2 separate regions of the Zea mays genome follow, and region 2 is linked to region 1. A link is a contact called in public Hi-C data. All regions are on one chromosome and are shown on one strand. The core of a region is the stretch at or near the end of the contact, and the rest is flanking DNA. Distances in the headings are between cores, read along the strand shown. Region 1 has its middle 3.7 kb from the start of LOC103649831. Region 2 has its middle 93 kb from the start of LOC103649836.

Region 1 (6,163 bases), core at 1,413-3,912:
GCTTTCAAGCTGCGCACTCCTTGTGTGGACAAGCATAAACAAGGTTCCAAGTTTTGCAAAGCACTAATTTGCACTGATGTGTGTTATTATCGATCGTGTCCTGGTTCCACTAAGAGGATGCATGCCAACTCGCATCGCATGCATATGCCCAAAAATGGCATATTATTCTCTTGGCCGGACCACACACACAAAAAAAAATAAAAATAAATGTATATGTTCTTATATAGCATATTGGAGGTTCTCCAAAAACACACAAGCTGACATCTTTCGGCGCACAGTCAAGTTGAGGAACATTACAAAACAAAAACAAGGGGCAGCTAGCCTGTGGCCCACAGCCTAATCACGTTCCATTCGGGGGATAAGGTTTTCTCGACATAAAACTACATCGATCAAATGGGATCATAGCAAAAGCGTTTTCAAATCTCCCCTTTTAAGATCTTGTTTGCAGTTGGGACATCTTGGCGGATATGGTGACTCACATGGGCCTCCTCAGGCCAGCCAAAGGTTTTAGCTAGCGTTTAGCTCTTTATTAGCCTTTACTACTCTCTCCTAGGGAGTGTAAGCTAGAAAAAAAACTTTCTAGATGCCATGTGTGGTCGTAAGGGGCATCAACTGAGCTAGTAGCTATAGTTTGTTGGGAAATATCATGCTTCATGACTTCATTATATTGCTTCTACTAGTGTGGTTGGGTATCCTCCTACTTAACAAGTGTGGTTTAAGAAAACCTTTTTGTGGACAAATGCTGTTTGCGTGCTAGTCATTCATTTTGTTACGTCGCCTTCTTTCAAAATTAAAGAAAGCACACCTTTCAAAAATAGGTGAACAATACTGTATGTGTCTTATGTAGCCGCGCGCGACCAAATATTCTTTCCATTCTGGATGGTGATTTTGAACTAGTTAGCAGCTTAATTTGTTATGTATAAACGAATGGAGTATTATTAATAGGACAATACATAGTACTATATATATGATTTGTACCGCCTGTAGTAGACGAGAAGGGAACGCACTACCTTAGCATTTCGTACCATTTTTTTGTCAAAGAAAGAGATCGATCATGATTCATGCAGCGACAAAACTAGACAACAAATCAAAAAGAGAACTGTACTCGTCGATGTGTTGAGTGTCCTGGTTCCCAAAGGAATGTTTAGTACCAAATTGGAGTTAGTATATGACAACTGACCAGCATGATACAAGTGACCCATATAACAAGAATATAAATCAGTACCGTATGGTTCATCTGTGTGTGCATTTATAGGAAAGTATATATAAACGTCAGAGCGTCCTATTTTAATCACACTACACTGACACACGCATCGCCAGTTCGATCAACAAGAGAGAGAGAGAAAGAGTTACAACATATATAAACCTGAAGCAACGGGAAATTAACATTTATTGTTACAGGGACCAAATACTTATAACTACACAATTAATATATATATATATATATATATATATATATATATATATATATATATATATATATATATATATATATATATATATATATCTTAGGATTGACATAGTATCACATATAGATTTTATTTGTTAGAGGAGTTACGTACAGTGGGTGAATTATTAATGGTCATTAATTAGAGATTTGTTACTGAACTACAGTCTAGCTACAGGTTCCTCCCAAATCATAGAAAGAATTAATTATTTGCAGTTAAGGATACTTTGTATGGGCTCAGGTCATTAACCCCATTGAACTTTTCCTTTGTTGTAGTTGTAGGTAAGGAGATACGGACGCTTAAGCCTCCCTCCTGTAGGAGATTCCCCACGCCCTGTTGTAGTTGTAGTTGTAGGGGCTCGCCGCTAAACGCGAGCAGGAGCAGCTGCTGGTGCTTTCCATGCCATGCCACAGGAGTTCCCTACTTCCCTGCCACTCCACAAGCTGCAGGGGTTGGCTGCCCAAGGGTCACCAGCGCCCATCCAATGTGGCCGCTCAGGGGTCACCGCGCGCAGCAGGGGTATTTTCCTGATAAAACACACAGTAATCAATCATCAGTACCATCTGTTGGTTGTAGTACAAGAGGTCAAGGATTCGCAGGTTTCTTTTACTTTTTTCTTTTTTTGAAAAAATTGTGCACAAAGTTCATTTCAGTCTTTTGTGTGTGGAAGAAAGTCACTCATTCTCAGTCTCTCAGATACATTCAGCTCACCATACATTTCGACAGCATCATACATCACTTCTTGGTCACCTTTTTCAGTCAGGCTTTCAGTTTCTGAACCACAACATTTAGCTTCGTATTCAAGGTGTCAACCGTTCTCATTCACGGTGTCGAGGGTGGGAAACAAGTCAACAACTTGTCCTTGATCATCCCAGGCTGGGATTCCCAGCTTCCCAGGCAGGCAGCTGTAGTTTTTCTTGGAGCGAGCTATGAGCTAAAACAGATTGCAGATTCTTTAACAGAGTGCTAAGTTGAACTCAATCACTCGTTTTTCTGCTGTCCAACACCAGCACAAGCAAGCAGCAAAGGAAAGGCGAAGAAGCATAGGAGGAATGAAACCCAGCTGTTGCGGCTAGCAGGATTATGCAAGAGAAATTGAGGGGAACAACGCCTGGTGCTTACGAGGCCGACGCGCTGTCGCGGTTCAGATGGAGAGCAAGCTCAGCCGCCTGCGGTTGCGTGGTTGACTGGTTGTGGTCTTGTGGAAGAAGAGGGAAGGGAAGCGCCGGCAGGGGGACGGGGATCGGCGGTTCCTTCTAATTCTTAACCATCCGATCAAGACAAATGGAGGATCCTCGTTAATTTCCAAACATTGCAAAAAAAAAAATCTCATGATCTTTATAATAATCTCGCATGAAATATTCGGTGCAACATTCAACCGCGTGCATGCATACCAAAACGAAGACAGACAGAAAAGCCAGCTAGGGACAAGTCCAAGTTGACACCACGGTCGATCATAGAGAAACCTACCGACGCAAGATTATTTATCAAAAACCGTAGCTTTACATCACCTTTCATATCACATCAGCAGCACAAGAATGTGCTGGCTAATCGAACCATACGAAGGGGTGTCAACCCCACACACTCTAGAAGGCGTGGCTAGTTTCTGGTTTTTTAAAAAAAAGGTTAACGAAGTGTTTGGTCGTCCCTTTCAGCTATCTCTTGCATGCGTCTCTTTGCTAGAAATTTCTCCATCCCCAATCTTGTGCCAATCAACAAAATACTTTAGTACTGACCGGCCCTAGCTGGCCCTTATCTCTATTTCTAGTCACCAAACAAAGCCAACTGAAATTGGCCGGCTCTAATAATCAAGTTAATTAACCCACGCTGCGCTCGGCCGGTCTAAGCTTCCCACATGCCACAAAAAAAAAAAGAAAACTCTACGCTAGACAGGTCTCGCCATGCGTCACCTACTTGTCCTTTTATTGAAGGCAACATATCCTATGTAAAAGGTTCTCCTGTGTAAACATGCTAAAACGTCTTAACAACCTTTGGATCCAGAATCAAAGGCTAATCTTAATCCCACCTAATAATCTTGTGTTTTTTCTAAAGAACCCCCTCCTGGTAATCTGGTGCGGTGGCGGTTAGGTGAGATTAAAATTAGGCTTTGATTCTGGATCTAAAGGTTGTTAAGGCGTTTTAGCATGTTTACACAGGAGAACCTTTTACACAGGATACATTGCCTTTATTAAAAGACTCATGCCTACGTGTACTTAAGCCACCAGTAGTTAACTAATCCTACAAGCTTCAAAAAAAAAACTAATCATACAAGCAACAACACATGATCCGAAGATGATGCAAGCCTAGATTTTTAAGAACCTCGTCTCATGCAATCAAAGGCCCAACTGATAGTCTTCGAGAAAAGATGATGAAATCACAGTTAAACTGTGAATAATATATAGCCTGATGAGTTGAATCATATATACTGTACTGGACTACTTAACGATGAGTTCAACAGGAATTGAGCAGGGGAAAAAAACATGGAGATGGAAAGGTCAGACGACGTGCATCTGCAGTTTTGTTAGCTATAGGCTTGTCGACTAGATCAACTGAGCTGGTGCTGCGTACATGCATCCATCCACATGACATTGACGATTAGGTTAATCTTTTGCGCTCGCCATTAAACTAAACTAATATAGCTCTAGTTGCTCGTCTGGAGACATCCTATCAAATCCGTTCTACATGCCTCCCGTACAATCATGGATTACTTTATATATATATATATGGCCGATGCTTTGCCAAATGGGGTGACTCCATAATGATCCATGTATAGTAGGGGCATAACATAATTTTATTAGCTTCGACTAGGGTTAACCCCAGTTCGTAGCCAACCTAGCCTAATCCACTTGGATATATATGATGTGAATGCGATGCGAGTATGATAAGCTAGCCTACGACAGCCCGTCGACGCGACATGCATATTATTATAGACAGGCGGGATACATGCATATATATATATATATATATATATATATATATATATATATATATATATATATATATATATATATATATATATATGCATGTATCCCGCCTATATATATATATATATATATATATATATATATATATATATATATATATATATATATATATATATATATATATATATATATATATATATATATATATACACACACATTGATTCAGTTCTTGTTGTGGGTTTGCTTTGTACTATATTGTTAGGTTATGCAGGAGTCAAGTTGCCGTTGATAGGAGAGCGTGCATGTATATGTATATATACTTGTACTATACAAATTCAGTAACGAAAGGCGACCAATGGTATACGCACGACGTAACCGTCGATGGTTATTCTATATATGTCTAGGATACAATTTATCACCGACAATTGTGCCTTATAATACGGTCTCCAGAGGCGGAGAACGGGGGTGGAACGAAGAAGGGGACCAACGAGACCAGCTAGTGGGGGCGAATAGAAAACTTGCCAAATAAAAAAATAGCAGGTAACCCCCCACTTAATAATACTATATGTGATACGAATCTTAGGATGATCTATATATCATCATCCACCTCCCTGTGGAGGCGCCACTCCACTACTGTGCACATGTTGACTCGCTAATCCTTGTTAGTTTAGGTACGTTCCAGGGATTAACAAAAGCTAATAATCTTTGTTAGTCTAGTCGCACTCGCACCGCATGTACCAGTACCAGTAAACAAAACCCCTAGCGTAAAGCGCAGGCGTACGCGGCCCCTAACCCTATTGGCATGCATGCATGAGCATGAATGACTGCGTGCGTTTCGTACGTGGCTGCTACCGCCGATGCAGCCAATGGGAGATCAGGGAGTGCAGGCCACGTGTTGAGGTTCCGTTGGCTGGGGGCGGTCCAACCGCGGCGCGAAACGTGGACGCCGGAGTTTCGATGCATGCGGAGCCTACGTGGCCCCGCCGCTGGACCGGCCCAGAAGCGTGGGCCCCAGCGAGCGCGATCTCGATGCGGGGGGATTCTCCGGACATTACCATAAAAAGAAAATTCTGTCACTTCTGTTCACGGCACTGTTTTTACGTAAGTAGTACTCGTATTCGTTTATTTATCTATTATATAATTATCCAGCTCTCGTCCGTCAGTGCTTGTCCACCGGAATGGCAGAAGCAGGTTACGTAATTTACCCTGTCGGCCTTATAGATAAATAATAAATAATATCAAGCTAGCTTGATGCATGGTTTTGGTGCCTGCTAAGGCCTTGTTCGGTTATTCCCAATACACATGGATTGGATGGGATTGGAAAAAATTCTTAAGAAATTTGACTTGTTTGGGATTCAAACCCATCCAATCCCACTCAATCCACATGGATTGAGAGCTAACCGAACAAGCCCTAAATTAAAATAAAGTTGGCAAGACCAAGAACCGATGGACCATATTGTCGACACGCAAGCCCCCAACCCAACGGGGAAGGCACACGCTGAGCATGCAAACGACAGAGGCTCATAGCGCACGTATGCCGGTCACTTGGATCGATCTCTGCAAGGCAAGGCAAGTACATGGCACATATTGTCGCATGCTTTTCTGGTCCCGATTGACAAGTGAGTACCGGCCCGGCCGGAACACCACCCACCATCTGTGCTGGACGCCTGGACTGCTGGTGACTGGTGCGCACTCTCTCGCTCCGACGAGACGCGCGCCTCAACGTGTGTGCCCGTGCCAGGTGCTGCCGCGTCCAAATCACTACCGGAATTCGCGCCTTTGCCGAGTGCC
Region 2 (6,361 bases), core at 2,467-4,966, 230 kb after region 1:
ATTTAACGTTATCAGTTACCCATTACATTATAAATATGTGAACCAAACAGCACATAATTTGTTAGTCGTTATAGCTTTATCACAAGTCAAATTCCTCTAGCTTTGATTAAGTTTGTAAAAAATGCACGAATATGAACTGCATCAACCAAGATTCATTCGGTACAACACGAAATATATTTTGATAATATATATATATATATATATATATATATATATATATATATATATATATATATATATATATATATATATATATATTTCATATTACATATGTTAGTATAATTTTCTATAAAATTTGTTAAAACTAGAGAAGTTTGGCTTCACAAAAAAACTTAAACAAATTACAATTTAAAACGGGGAAATATGACATAATGACAAAGCTCCAATATCTAGTTCTATCTAACGTCTAATTTTAATTTACATCAGTGTAGTTCAGGCCCACCAAAATAGGCGATGATGCTAACTTTCTTTGTTTATCTTCAGTTAACGAAGGAATTTCTACCTCTTGGAGCAAACATGGGAAGATCCCTTTAACAACATTTCTTTCAACAAGAAAAAAAAAGATAGTCCAGTAAATGTTAGGGTTACATAATAAACACATCCACCCTTTCCATTAGTTTTCCTCCGATTATCTAGTTTTATTATGTTTAGGCACAAGAAAGCATATGAACTAAGAAGTATTGGTTGTCATTTCTCCAGATCCTAGAGTGCTATGCAAAAACTAAAGGAACAATAGCAGGTTGCCAATTGCCAGCAGTATTAATTAACAAACAGATTCATCGAATTTGCAAGTTCATCTACAGAAATGACAAATCACGTATTTCATTTCACAAGGTTCAAGAAAAGCTGCATTAACATAGCATGACAACAAGATATAACTTCAATAACGATATGGTATAAAGTGACAATTAGAAGAGTGTATAAAGTTATTCAAATGGGTAAAGTAGCACTAGGAGAATCAGATCAAACCAAACCTAGTTGATTAACAGATGCCCTACAAAAACAACCTAGTATTATGTATGCTCTACGCTACTTATCATGTGCTAATTCACACCTAAGCATGTTCCAATTCATTACTCATAACAGTAAAAGTATATGGTCCCAGGTCAAGACCTACTCAACTATTTTCCTTGGCATTTAACAGAAGATCAGCACATGGCCACATACATAGGTTTAGGTATAGTATAGGTAAACCAGGCATGAGATGTACAGGTGATCCAATTATTATCTCCACCATTTGCTCTATCAACTAGGAAGTCCAACAATTCCGTCAAAGGACATAAAAGAGTAACAGATTTTGCCACCTTAGATTATCATGCAGCAGGTAATTCAAGACCTAATTTAAAAACTTAATCTATACCTTTGTTGCAAGATTGTTATAAAAAGCGTTTAACCATGAGAAAACCTGTTCAAACTAATCACCGCAGCACTTCACTCTGGTTCTTCTAGATGATAGTACAGGTTAACAGATGCAAGAAGTTAAACAACCTTTTAAATAGTAACAAAACAAGTTTTCAATCCTTTGCCAGAAAAGTTGACTGGCATACCATAATAAAAACAATAACAAAGCTTTTAGTTCCAAACAATTGGGATAGGCTAGAATTAAAACCCAACAGAAGCCACAAATCACTGGCATACCAGAATAAGAAAATAAAATCATATATCACTTTCATGTCCTTATCAAAGAAGCTCTGAGGATCTTCTAAATTAATTTTCTGAAGGACGAGATAACGTAGAGATTTCAACATCTCTACCCACAACATGGCACACTACTAAACTTTACCACATCGAGTTGATGAAAACGAGTTGTACGGACTGAGATAAAAAACTATGACCTCTTTGCAGGGAAACTATCCGCAGCAACAATGACAGATGGTATGAATATGAAATTTCCAAGGATAAAACTGCAGGAGCCTTTTGGAAGTAACTCAGTAGTCAGTACGCTTACGTGCATAGTTCAAAACTGCAAATGACCACATCCAACACTTCAAATGATATTGGTGCGTATCAGGTTTCTTTCAGAAGTAAACCCAAGCATTTCACGGATTCTCAAGCATTCAAACCATGTGGAACTTGTACTTCTGCCCAAGTTTGAATCTTTCAATACTACCACTAAAACCCTTAAGCACAAGGGTTCTCACAGCACCCACTCCTTGCTCCAAAGCAGCGTCGATCTTCATCAAATTTATAAAGCACATTTAAATCAACAATCCAAGAGCAGCTATATCACATAGTTCATACTAGAAAAGGGTGGACCACTACAGAATGAATAACTCGAGGCTTCAGTAAACAACAGTTATCGTAGGGTGATGAAGTAAAGTTTGAGAATCCTAATATACTCTTTTCCAGAACCAACTCTGCAAAACTCCCCACCCCACACACCCTTATTAAGGGCAGTTTGATTTGTTGTTGTGAACACACCTCTAGCTGAGTTGGTTAGGTGATTCTAGAAGCACTCCTCAGATTCTGGATTTGACCCTGTGCAAACGAATTGCAGGCAACACCAAAGCACAGGTATAAGGTTTGGCCCAATGTCATGGTTATTCTCATATATGCTACAATGTCATGGTTGTTCTGATGACAGGTAAGGACAGCCCAAGAAAACTAAAGATGAAACGCAGCATAAAGAAGGAACGTGGAACCTAAGCAGATACAATCCAGGTGATCAGGGGTTTTAGTTACCAATTCCCAGTAGCGACATGGACTGGATTGTGTTCATCGCGATCCCCTCCTCTAACGCGATGCGATCAACCATCTCAAACCCCACATAATCGATGACACGAGCACGCGCACAATGGGACGGAGAGCGAGAAGTGAGAACCACCACCTCGAAGTTGCGGGAAATGGGAATACGAACGAACAAGTGTGACAACGGTTCTAACATTGTGCCGCGTGCCGTAGTACTTGTTGCCTGGGTTGCCAAGGCCGGCGATGAGACAGTGCGTGTATTCCACCGGCCCCGCCGCTGGGGCGGGGTCGGGGACGGAAGCGATGACGAACAACCGCGAACGGCGGATGGGGTGGTGAGGATCCTGCGTGGCATGTGAAAGGAGGGAGGGGGTGCGGGGAAGTGGTGGCCATGGCGTGCAACGACATGGCGAACGGGCGGGCGAGCGGTCGAGAGGAGGCGGTGGCGGCGCGCCGGCGCCGAACCCAAACGCGGAGCCGCGGAGGTCGGCAGAGGATTTGGTTTGTTGGGGAGCAACAGAATGGGAGAGGATTGATGCTGCTAAAATCTCACGCTCTTAGATCCAAAAGAAGTTAAAAATTTTACCCCAAAAATTGATTATTAAGAGTAGGTTAAAAAATTTTAAAAATAAATTATGATGGATAATCCAACAGTTCCTTTAAATATAATATGTGGCACAATCTGTATGGTCGTCGAAAGGTCATTGATCTGCTACGTTGAAAATTGAATTGGGGATGGATGAAACACACCAAAATACGAGGGAGTGTAAGTTATAAATACGGGACGCTAATTTTTTGGAGGAAGAATGAGGTAGCTGTTGGAGTAAGAAAAACTATTATTCTTGACTAAAATCTGTTTTGGGGTTAGTTTACATATCCTTTATATCCTTTTAGAGTTGCTCTTAGCTTTTTTTTTCTTTCTAGCAACGAAATTCGGAAGGGAACGCGAAAAGGAAAAGGTAGATCAGTGAACCTGAGCGGGAAGCCCGGAAGCGCAGAAGTACGGTTCGGACTGGAAGGAAGTAGATTGGCAGTGGGCCTGAAGGTGAGTCATGTTGGGTTGGGCTCTTTTGGTTGTGGGCTTAACTGCTAGAGAGATTACCGTGCGTCTCTGAATCCAGACTTTTTCTGGTTCGGTGATTGTTTTTCTGGTCCGGTTATTGCGGTTTAGGGTTGTTTGCTACATCTTCGTCAGATTTAGGTAGTGTTTGGTTGAGTAGCTAAGTAGAATTAAGTCGTTCCATTTCTGATTTTAGGAACGGAGTCGCTCTGTTCTGTGTTTGGTAATCTGGAACAGGACGGCACTGTTTTTTGTTTGGTTGCAGAGTGAACGAAACGAAGCGTGACTGTGCGAGCGGGCTGGGAACGGAGCGGCTCCGTCCGGTTGATTTTTTGGAGCGGGATGGTTCCGGATCTGAGGAGAATATTACCTAATTGGAGTCATTCCAATTCTAGTTACTTTGTAACCAAACAACAACAAAACTGGGACAGAACGGCTCCGTTCTACTTGGCTCTTCAACCAAACACTACCTTAGATTTACCATAACTAGTTTCAAACCATAAAATTGTATTTAAACGATTTATTTCTATAAACTTCTTATTAGGATCTTTTGACTCTAGATTTTAAACCATATATATGATCTTATTAGGATCTTATTAGATTTACCATAAATAGTTTTAAACCATATATGATCTTAAAGCATCTCCAACCAAGAGTTCTATAATTGAGCCCTATATTTTGTTTTTTGCTACTCATTGAAGATGTTTAGAGTCGAAACATCAAACAACATACTACCTCCGTTCTCGAATATTTGTCGTCCGCTAGTTTATTTTTGAACTAATTGACGACAAATAAAAAAGAATAGAGTATTAGTTTACAGGCAACAACTGTTATGCAAGCAGTTCTTCTGTGCAACCATGCAAGCAAACCATCTGATCCATTAGATTACGATCCAACCACATATACAACCATGGTTTGTTAGGGTTTTTTTATAAAGATTATTAAGCTGGTGGTGAAAGGGTTTAAGTGTAAAATGTGACCTATGGTTACATCACAATCTAATGGATTAAATGATTTACTTGTACGCTTACACAATGACTGCTTGCATAGCCTACTTTCCAACCCACATGCCCACGTTTACGTTGCAACTGCCTCAGTTTTCATTTTCGCGCGCGTGCAGTCAAACGGCGGCGCACTTGATCTCCATCCCGCTGCGCGTTCGGTGCCCGGGGATAGGGATGAAAACGGGACGGTTACCCGGAACTGGTATCGGATACGGGTACCAAAACGGGACGTAATTTCGGATACGGATACAGGTATTTTGTTTGTCGGGACGGATACGGGTATTACCCGGATATTGAACCTCGGATACGGGTAGGATACGGAATCATTAATACCCGGTCAGTACCCGAAAATCCCGGGTCGGATACGGGTACCCGGAATTCGGGTACCCGTTTTTCTTTTTCTGCATAATATAGTTATAAAATCATAACTTTTACATATGAAATCGGATGAAGATAAAGTTTATATGAAAATTGTAGAGCTTGAAGAGATCTATGACTTTGTAATACATCAATTTTTTGTTTAAACATATCTTTTAGACCAAAATCATTAAAATAATGTTCAAATTTATATTAAATTAATAGACTTTATCATTTTTATGTGGGTGCTTAAGATTATCTCCACGTGGGAACTTAAGGTTATCTTTTTATAGACTATTTATTAGTATTGGTAACTTATTTGTATTTTTCGGTCGATACTACAATATTTTAATGATTTAATTGTATTTTGATGATTTTCTATGACAAGAAATTAATAATACATAAATAGCCTCAAAAAATCGTGAAATTTTACGGAGATACAACATATGTCCATATGTAACCATAAAAAATGTTTGGATCATAAGATGTATAAGATGCCCACGTTTCTTTCCTTTCACTTTCACTTATTTGTATGAGTTACATGTGAAATCAGTGTAAGTATCCAAGTTTCAATATAATCAGTACTTCACTTTATCATTTTCATACGAGGACTTGAGTTATCTTCATATAAAATGTTTATTACTTTTTGTAACTTATTTGCAAATTTTGAGTGAAACTATAATATTTTATGAATTTTAAATATTGCTGTCGGGGACCATAATTAGGGGTACCCCCAAGACTCCTAATCTCAGCTCGTAACCCCCATCAGCACAAAGCTGCAAAGGCCTGATGGGCACGGTTAAGGTCAAGGCTCAGTCCACTCAAGGGACACGATCTCGCCTCGCCCGAGCCCAGCCTCGGGCAAAGGCAGCCGACCCCGGAGGATTCACGTCTCGCCCGAGGGCCCCCTCAAGCGACGGACACACCTTCGGCTCGCCCGAGGCCCAGTCTTCGCGGAGAAGCAACCTTGGCCAGATCGCCACGCCAACTGACCATATCGCAGGAGCATTTAATGCAAGGATCGCCTGACACCTTATCCTGACGCGCGCTCCTCAGTCGACAGAGCCGAAGTGACCGCAGTCACTTCGCCACTTCACTGACCGAACTGACAGGAAAACAGCGCCGCCTGCCTCGCTCCGACTGTCGTGCCACTCGACAGAGTGAAGCTGACAGCAGCTAAGTCCAGCCTCGGGCGCCATAGGAAGCTCCGCCTCGCCCGACCTAGGGCTCGGACTCAGCCTCGACCTCGGAA

The links. Hi-C and Micro-C count contacts between places; a contact is called where the count stands out from the background.
Region 2: a Hi-C map of bundle sheath shows a contact between it and region 1, with 2.8 times the contacts expected there. The contact joins two enhancer-like sites. A contact is called at or near these places in 7 of 25 Hi-C or Micro-C datasets (bundle sheath, endosperm, leaf and 2 more) and 1 of 3 datasets of contacts at active chromatin or transcription factors (leaf).

Annotation. Positions count from the first base shown.
Region 1 is chr3:21,981,384-21,987,546 of Zm-B73-REFERENCE-NAM-5.0, forward strand. No RefSeq gene overlaps it. Among protein-coding and RNA genes, the nearest start is that of LOC103649831, 3.7 kb to the left of the region's middle. Within about 2 kb of position 2,663, at least 4 of the 20 cell types and tissues checked have an H3K27ac peak or open chromatin away from gene starts, as enhancers often do. A contact at or near this core is called in bundle sheath, where this site is marked.
Region 2 is chr3:22,214,070-22,220,430 of Zm-B73-REFERENCE-NAM-5.0, forward strand. No RefSeq gene overlaps it. Among protein-coding and RNA genes, the nearest start is that of LOC103649836, 93 kb to the right of the region's middle. Within about 2 kb of position 3,717, at least 18 of the 20 cell types and tissues checked have an H3K27ac peak or open chromatin away from gene starts, as enhancers often do. A contact at or near this core is called in bundle sheath, where this site is marked.